Linked DNA regions of Mus musculus: region 2 is linked to region 1. Evidence: chromatin contacts called from public HiChIP or PLAC-seq data. All regions are on one chromosome and are shown on one strand. The core of a region is the stretch at or near the end of the contact, and the rest is flanking DNA. Distances in the headings are between cores, read along the strand shown. Region 1 overlaps Camk1d (calcium/calmodulin-dependent protein kinase ID). Region 2 overlaps Camk1d (calcium/calmodulin-dependent protein kinase ID).

Region 1 (3,420 bases), core at 604-3,103:
GGAGCCCCCATTTGGCACCACAGCATCACAGACACTGGGCCTAGTAGAACATGCCTATATTCCTTGTACCGGGGGCAGGGAGCAGGGGGAGAGGCAGGAGGATCAAATGTTTAAGACTACATTATGAATTTGTGGTCAAACTGGGCTACATGAGACCCTTCCTCAAACCAACAAGAACTCAACTAGGAACCCAAGGAAAATTAAGAAAGCCTGCCATTTCCCCAGCCTGGACTATGTAAGCTCCAGGCTCAACACCTTCTGGCAAAAGCCCACATTGTGTGTGTGTGCGCGCGCGCGCGCGCGTGTGTGTGTGTGTGTGTGTGTGTGTGTGTGTGTGTGTGTGTGTGTGAAAGAGAGAGAGAGGATGTCTCTGGGATCTTATGGATAGTAGAGTAAGCCCCTCATTTGTCTGGGATGCTAATCATCCTTTTACCCAGTGGAGCCACAGTGTTTGCTGCCCACCCATTAGCCACTGCAGAGACCATTTTGTTGTTACCAGTTATCACAATGACTGTCAGAGGCCATAGTGTTTATATAAAAGGTTCAAGAAGGACCCTAATATGGATCCTGGGGAGTAAGAAGTTTATTAAAAGAATTTCTTTGACACAGTGGATAGACAGACAGACAACAGTATAGCAGGAGCTCTGAGGAGGGTTCAGACCCCAGCACCAAGAAAGACTTGGGGCATGGAGAAGGCTTTGAAGAGAGGAGAGCAGGGCCCCATGATAAGAGTCTTGTCTTAGAGCTTTCCAAGGATGTGGTGGTTTCACTACATAGCCTTGTAGCCTGGCTTTCTAATTTCCAGACAGGAATTGGGATAACAGGGAGAAAGTGAGGCCTCCGAGTACCCGCTTTGACATAAACTCACTTCCCCAGGCAAAAAATCCTGGAACTTGGATTGTTAGAGTCCTAGGTCATGCTCCAGTAGGCTGCCTGTGAGAAGGGGACTGGCTACTGCAGATCCTGTGGCCTGAGCAGCAACTGGATTCAGATAGCCATTCTTTCAGCAGGACCCAGTACCTTGGGCAGCACAGTGCATCAACGTAAGAGCTGTCTTCAATTCCCAGAACCGACACTTAAAAATGGACAAAAGTCAGGCATGGTGGCATGTACGTGAATTCCAGAACTGGGAGGATGAAGACAGCCTTCTTCCTGGGATTTGCTGGCCAACCTGACTAGTGTGATTAGGGAGCCTCACGATCCAATCATCATCATCATCATCATCATCATCATCATCAATGTTACTTAAGGAACAAGACCTTAAAGTTGTCCTCTGGCCTCCACTTGAAAGCATACATGTATGATATATGTATATATATAACACATATGCACATGCACACACACACACATGGAAAAGTAGAAGAGATGAAGGGAGGGAGGAGGGCAGGAGGGAGGGAGGGACAAATGAGCCTTGAAGCCCAATTACACAGGTGCAGATGTGGCCGCAAGGTCATAACCAGACAAAGCACCTAAGCAGGTAGAGCCGGGCTCTTTCCTGGGTCTCTTCCTGTGTGACAATGCAGTCACCAAAAGGAGAAAAGAAAGGTTATTCATCAGAGCTTACTATAAAGGGAGTTAGACACTGTCACTGTGTTTGGCAGAGACTCAAGAGAAAGCAGCCAGAGAAGTGGAGCAGGAGGCTTTGTAGCAGAAAAAAGGGAAGGCTTAGCTGTCCCCTGAGTGAAGACGGCTGGCCTGGTGACACTCGAGGCCTGGGATCTCTGCAGGAGCGCCTGGAACAGCAAGGCTCCCGTGTGACTGGGAGCATTATGTACCTGCCCCCCATTGGTTCTACGTTGGAAATGAGGACAAAAATCAGGGCAGCTGGCACTTATTGATCAAGTCCTTGTCGTTTGGACCAATCAGGATGGGGGTTATTGTCAGGTTTCCTTGGCCAGTCGACACAGACTTGAGGCTGGAGCTCTGTAGCGACATCTGATCTGGCTGTTAGCCATTGGTCCAATCATTTCTTTCCCAACACTATTCTAGGTTGGACACTGGCAGAACAAACCACTCAGAGCAGTTTTCTTGAAAATGGAGTGAAGATAGTTCAGAAAGTAGAGAGAAAACAAAGTAGCCCCACAATTCTAACAGGATGGGAGGAAAAATCAATTCCCCAGGCTGGGAGGGTGGTTCAGTCAGTACTTGCTAGCTTGTTAGCTGAGGACGTGATTTTGATCCCCAGCACCCATCTCAAAAGCTGAGCAGGCTGGGCCAGTGCTAGAGGTGGTGGGGAGGCAGAGACCACGGGCATCCATCTTTGAAACTCACTGGCCAGTCAATCTACCTGAGTCAAAGAGAGACCGTGTCTCAAAAAATGTCATGAAAAATGACTAAGGAAGGCTCTCCCTGTTGACTCTGGCATCCAGTCATGTGCATCTGAATGTGAAGATGCTCGCTCACACACACACACACACACACACACACACACACACACATGCACTCACACACGCATGTACATGCACACATACAAATGCATATCCACACACACAAGTATGTGCACACATGCATATGCATACACACATTCAAATGTGCATGTGAATATATGTGCACACATACACACATTCCATTTCTCAAGGAAAATCAGTAGCAGAAAGATGGATGAAATTCATTTAGCCATATAGACCTCCAACTGACCTGGAACTTATTATGTAATCTAGGCTAGCCTAAAACGCTTCATTGTTTAGTTTGGTATGATCTGGCCTCAGCCCCTGAAATGCTATCATCAAGCCAAGTAAATGTGTGAGAAGCGTCAGAAGGAACGTGCGCCTCTCTGCCCCAGGTCCGGTGAAGCCTCTCACCATCACCGACTAAGGAGTGAGAATTCTCCAACAGCCAACATTAGCTTTGAAGGCTGCCAACAAAGATAATACTTATTCGTGTACAGACATTTCATTTTAAAATAGCAATGAGAGCACATGCATAAGACCTTGGATAGAGCCCCAGCTTCCTCACAGGCATCTCCTGGGAATCTCACAAACAAGACTATTAACTCTGTTTACAGTAAGGATTCCTTCCTAGATCCTTCTAATCTAGAGTTTCATGTTATCAAGTAGAGTCCTGTCGGGGGCCATTCAGGAGCCACCCTGTGACCTCATTAGTTTCCTTAAGAACCCTTTGAAGATAATAGCTTCAAATCCCTTCGAAATCGCAGATCATACAATTGTAAAGACCATGAAGTGTGATTCTCTTAAAGAAGCCCACACAGCATCAAAAGTGCCTTTCTCTCTTAAACCTGCACTTCAACTCTATTAAGCATCTCTTTTGGGGCCAAGGAGGTGACTCAATGGGTAAAGTGCTTGTTATGTGAACAAGAGGGCCTGAGTTCAAATCACCAGCCTCACAAGGAACCCAAGAACAGTGGCATATGTTTGGAACCCCAGTGCTCCATGGCACCTATGGAAGGGGGAGGCAGAAGAA
Region 2 (3,420 bases), core at 343-2,842, 180 kb after region 1:
TTAAGACAAAATGTTTAAAGATTAATTTAAAAAGCAATTCGGGTGCTATGACTCAGTCACAGCCTCCCTCATAGCTCTAAGTGGCACAGCTGGAATTAGAATGTCATCCATCCAATCGGAGACCACGTTGCCCTGATTCTATTCATCGTTCCCATTCCTATCAAGCATTTAAGCATTTACTAAGGACACTGGCATTCCATCTGAGCCAGGTTCTGTCCATGGGTAAGGCCTGCCCCGGGGGACCCACCTCAGCACAGTAGCATAGGGACCCAATATGCCCCACCCTCAGCTCTGCCTGCCTCGCTGATAGGGACACATGACCTGTGATCCACAACACAGCACAGCGGAAGGAAAGCAGGCAGAGGGAGCAAAAGGACTATCCACTCCACGCAGCATTTCTCAGCAGCCCATCACATCCACAGGAGAATTCACACCTGCAACGTGAAGCCCAAGGCCACAAGCGTGTGAAAGCAAGGACCAAGGCAAAGCCCACAAAACAGCCTGCACTCTAGGAACCATGACTGCACCAGAGCTGCATTTGTGCTTCCCAACATTCAGTGTCTACACCCACAAGGCACGGCAAGAAAAATCTCAGCCAAAGAGCTACGGACCTGGGTGTTGTCAGGTTTCTTCATGGAACCTTGGACAGGTCACTTGATCGCCAGGCTCCTGGTTTTACAGCCTATATAAGAAGATTGCTGGGGGACTTGTTCTCCATGCCCTAAGAAAGACACCACCATCTAATTGCAAGATGCGATGATTCCAAAAATCCTCTCAAGGAAGTGTACCAGTCAGCTTTCTGTCACTATAACAAAGACTAGAGACCAAGAGAAGGGGTCTCCTTGGGCTCAGTTTTGGCAGTACGGGGCCGATAGCCCTGTTGATTTTAGTCCTGTCATAAAATAGCATATCATAGTGGAGCAGATGGGGGAGCAGATGCTTACCTGGTGGCCAAACCCAAGAGGAAAATAGATTCACAGCGTGGAGTCCCAACATCACCCCTAAAGACCTCTCCCTAGAGCCCAGCTTTTGAAAGGTCTACCACCTTCCAGCAGTATCAAGACAGGAGCCAGCCTTTAACACAGAAATATTTGGTAAACATCTAAGATCCAAACCACAGAAGATGGAGACATAGTGCCTGCCTAGCCTGCAGGAGACCTGGCCTTCAATCTTCAGTACCACATAGATCAACTGTGGCCCATGTGTACAAACCCAGCATCTGGAAGGTAGATGCAGGAGGATCCGCAGTTGAGAGTTTATCTACAGCTACACAGCACATTTGGGGCTACATGAAACCCCATCTTAAAGGAAAAAAATAACATGGCTAAGAAGGTGGCTTAAAGGTATGAGGTATTTGCACTTTGTCAGAGGAAAGGGCTGAGTGTGAAATGGTATTTATTCTGTCACCTATCATGGGGCAACTGAGAAGCCACTCCTATCTTGTCCTATCAGGGACAGGCTGCCACATGTGGGTGTGATTATTGTTTATCTCCATTTGCTCATGTGTATTATTAGCTCTCTACAAGCCTGTTAAGTGGCATCTCATCCTGACACCAGGTTCCATCACACTGCTGAGTCTGGGGACATCTTTAGAGGTGGTGATCACAGCAGAAGAGGTGATCATGACAGTAAGTCAAGGAATGCCACCACCACACTGGCCAAGCTAGCACAAAATACAGATACGCCTCACACCGCCAGTCATTCGTGGCACTCAACCAAGACAGCCGCCACCATATCCACAGCCAACATCAAACCTGTGTGCAGTGCCCAACCACAGCTGCCAGGAGAACGGCAAGAGATCAATAATATCACCAATCAATAAATATCCACTGCCCTATCACAACCAAGAGGCTGCCCCCATTAAACTTCAGGAGCATCCATTTCCTGGAGAAACTGATATCCCAAGGTTCATCCAGCCATCCAGTCCAATCTTCTTTAGGCCTGCTGTGAGATGTGTCTCCAGAGCTCTCATGGAGAAATTGATTGCACAAAGCCATCCACTAATAGCATTTGTAGATGGGGCCTATGAGAAGTCATCAGGATTGAAGAAGAACATGGAAGTGGTCCTCCATAATTTTAATAGTGGCTTTCTAAAACAAGCAATCCATACAGAGGCAGAGGCAGAGGCAAGACACAGAAAGCCAGAGAGAGAGAGAGAGAGATACACATATACATACATAGACACAAACACATACAGGGGGAGAGAGTCAGAGAGAGACAGAGAATAAGAGAACTTTCTAGAACATCTCCTACCTGCAAATAAAGCCCACCAGATACCAAGCAAATGCACGAGTTACGTTCTTGAAGCTCTAGAATTGTAAGACAAGCAAGTAAAGATCTTTTCTTTGTAAATTATCTAGTCTATACTTTGCCGTTACAGCTACAGAAAATGTACCAAATACCCTTTCATGGTTTTTAAATTCTCTCACTAGATAATATTTATTTTTACTATTTCTTTTTGTTAAAGATTTACTTATTTATTTTATGTATGAGCACACTGTAGCTCATCTTCAAACTATAGCTGTCTTCAGACACACCAAACAAGGGCATTGGATCCTATTACAGACAGCCGTGAGCCACCATGTGATTGCTGGGAATTGAACTCAGGACCTCTAGAAGAGCAGTCAGTGCTCTTAACCACTGAGCCATCTCTCCAGCCCTATTTCTTTTCCAAAGTTTCCCTTACAGTGTCAATCACTTAACAACTAATACTGAAAACAATGTAATAATAGTAATAAATAATGACAAGAAGGAGGAGAAGGAACAGAAGGAGGAGGAGGGAGAGGAGAAAGAGGAGGAGGGAACGGAGGAAAAGGAGGAGGTGAAGCAGAAGCAGAAGCAGAAGCAGAAGCAGAAGCAGAAGCAGAAGCAGAAGCAGAAGCAGAAGCAGAAGCAGAAGCAGAAGCAGAAGCAGAAGCAGAAGCTGAAGAAGAAGCAGCACCTAGTAGGGCCAGATAGATTATTATACTAAGAAACTCTGGGGGAAGAGTCAAGGTCACTATATGCCCAATTTAAGCGCCTTCTCAAAAGATGATAGCTTCATTTTCAAAGGTGAGCATATTGCTAACATGATAAAGGCTTGTTCATAAAGCTATCATCTTTATAATAGAATAATGCCTTCTGGGTGACATAGGCCTCATTATATACTGTCTCACAGCTGGCTTGGCTCATTTGGGACTTATAAAATGTCTGTAATGTGGGCATATGATTCACGTGGATCAAGGTAATCAAGTCATACTGAGGCAGAGATCAAGATTCTCGGTCCTCCAAGAAGTGGGAGTGAGGGGGGGAGGTGAATGGGGGGGCTCTGGGGGACTTTTGGGATAGCATTTGAAATGTAAATGAAGAAAATACCTAATTAAAAAAATTAATTAAAAAAAAGATTCTGGGTCCTACTAACAGAGCTAGCAAGAAAGGGCA

What was found. HiChIP or PLAC-seq counts read pairs in DNA pulled down with a chosen protein or histone mark.
Region 2: an H3K27ac HiChIP or PLAC-seq map of heart atrium shows a contact between it and region 1, with 6 times the contacts expected there. The contact joins two enhancer-like sites. A contact is called at or near these places in 11 of 39 promoter capture datasets (the 3T3-L1 cell line, 3T3-L1-derived adipocytes, the HPC-7 cell line and 7 more), 2 of 484 Hi-C or Micro-C datasets (nephron progenitors and pancreatic cancer cells), 10 of 115 datasets of contacts at active chromatin or transcription factors (bone marrow-derived macrophages, double positive thymocytes, embryonic forebrain and 7 more) and 1 of 9 other capture datasets (pancreatic islet).

Annotation. Positions count from the first base shown.
Region 1 is chr2:5,517,663-5,521,082 of GRCm38.p6, forward strand. All of the region lies in intron 2 of Camk1d (calcium/calmodulin-dependent protein kinase ID), which reads right to left. Among named protein-coding and RNA genes, the nearest start is that of Gm36853, 37 kb to the left of the region's middle. Within about 2 kb of position 1,854, at least 26 of the 459 cell types and tissues checked have an H3K27ac peak or open chromatin away from gene starts, as enhancers often do. A contact at or near this core is called in heart atrium, where this site is marked.
Region 2 is chr2:5,699,624-5,703,043 of GRCm38.p6, forward strand. The region is part of intron 1 of Camk1d (calcium/calmodulin-dependent protein kinase ID); the gene reads right to left. Among named protein-coding and RNA genes, the nearest start is that of Camk1d, 13 kb to the right of the region's middle. Within about 2 kb of position 1,593, at least 12 of the 459 cell types and tissues checked have an H3K27ac peak or open chromatin away from gene starts, as enhancers often do. A contact at or near this core is called in heart atrium, where this site is marked.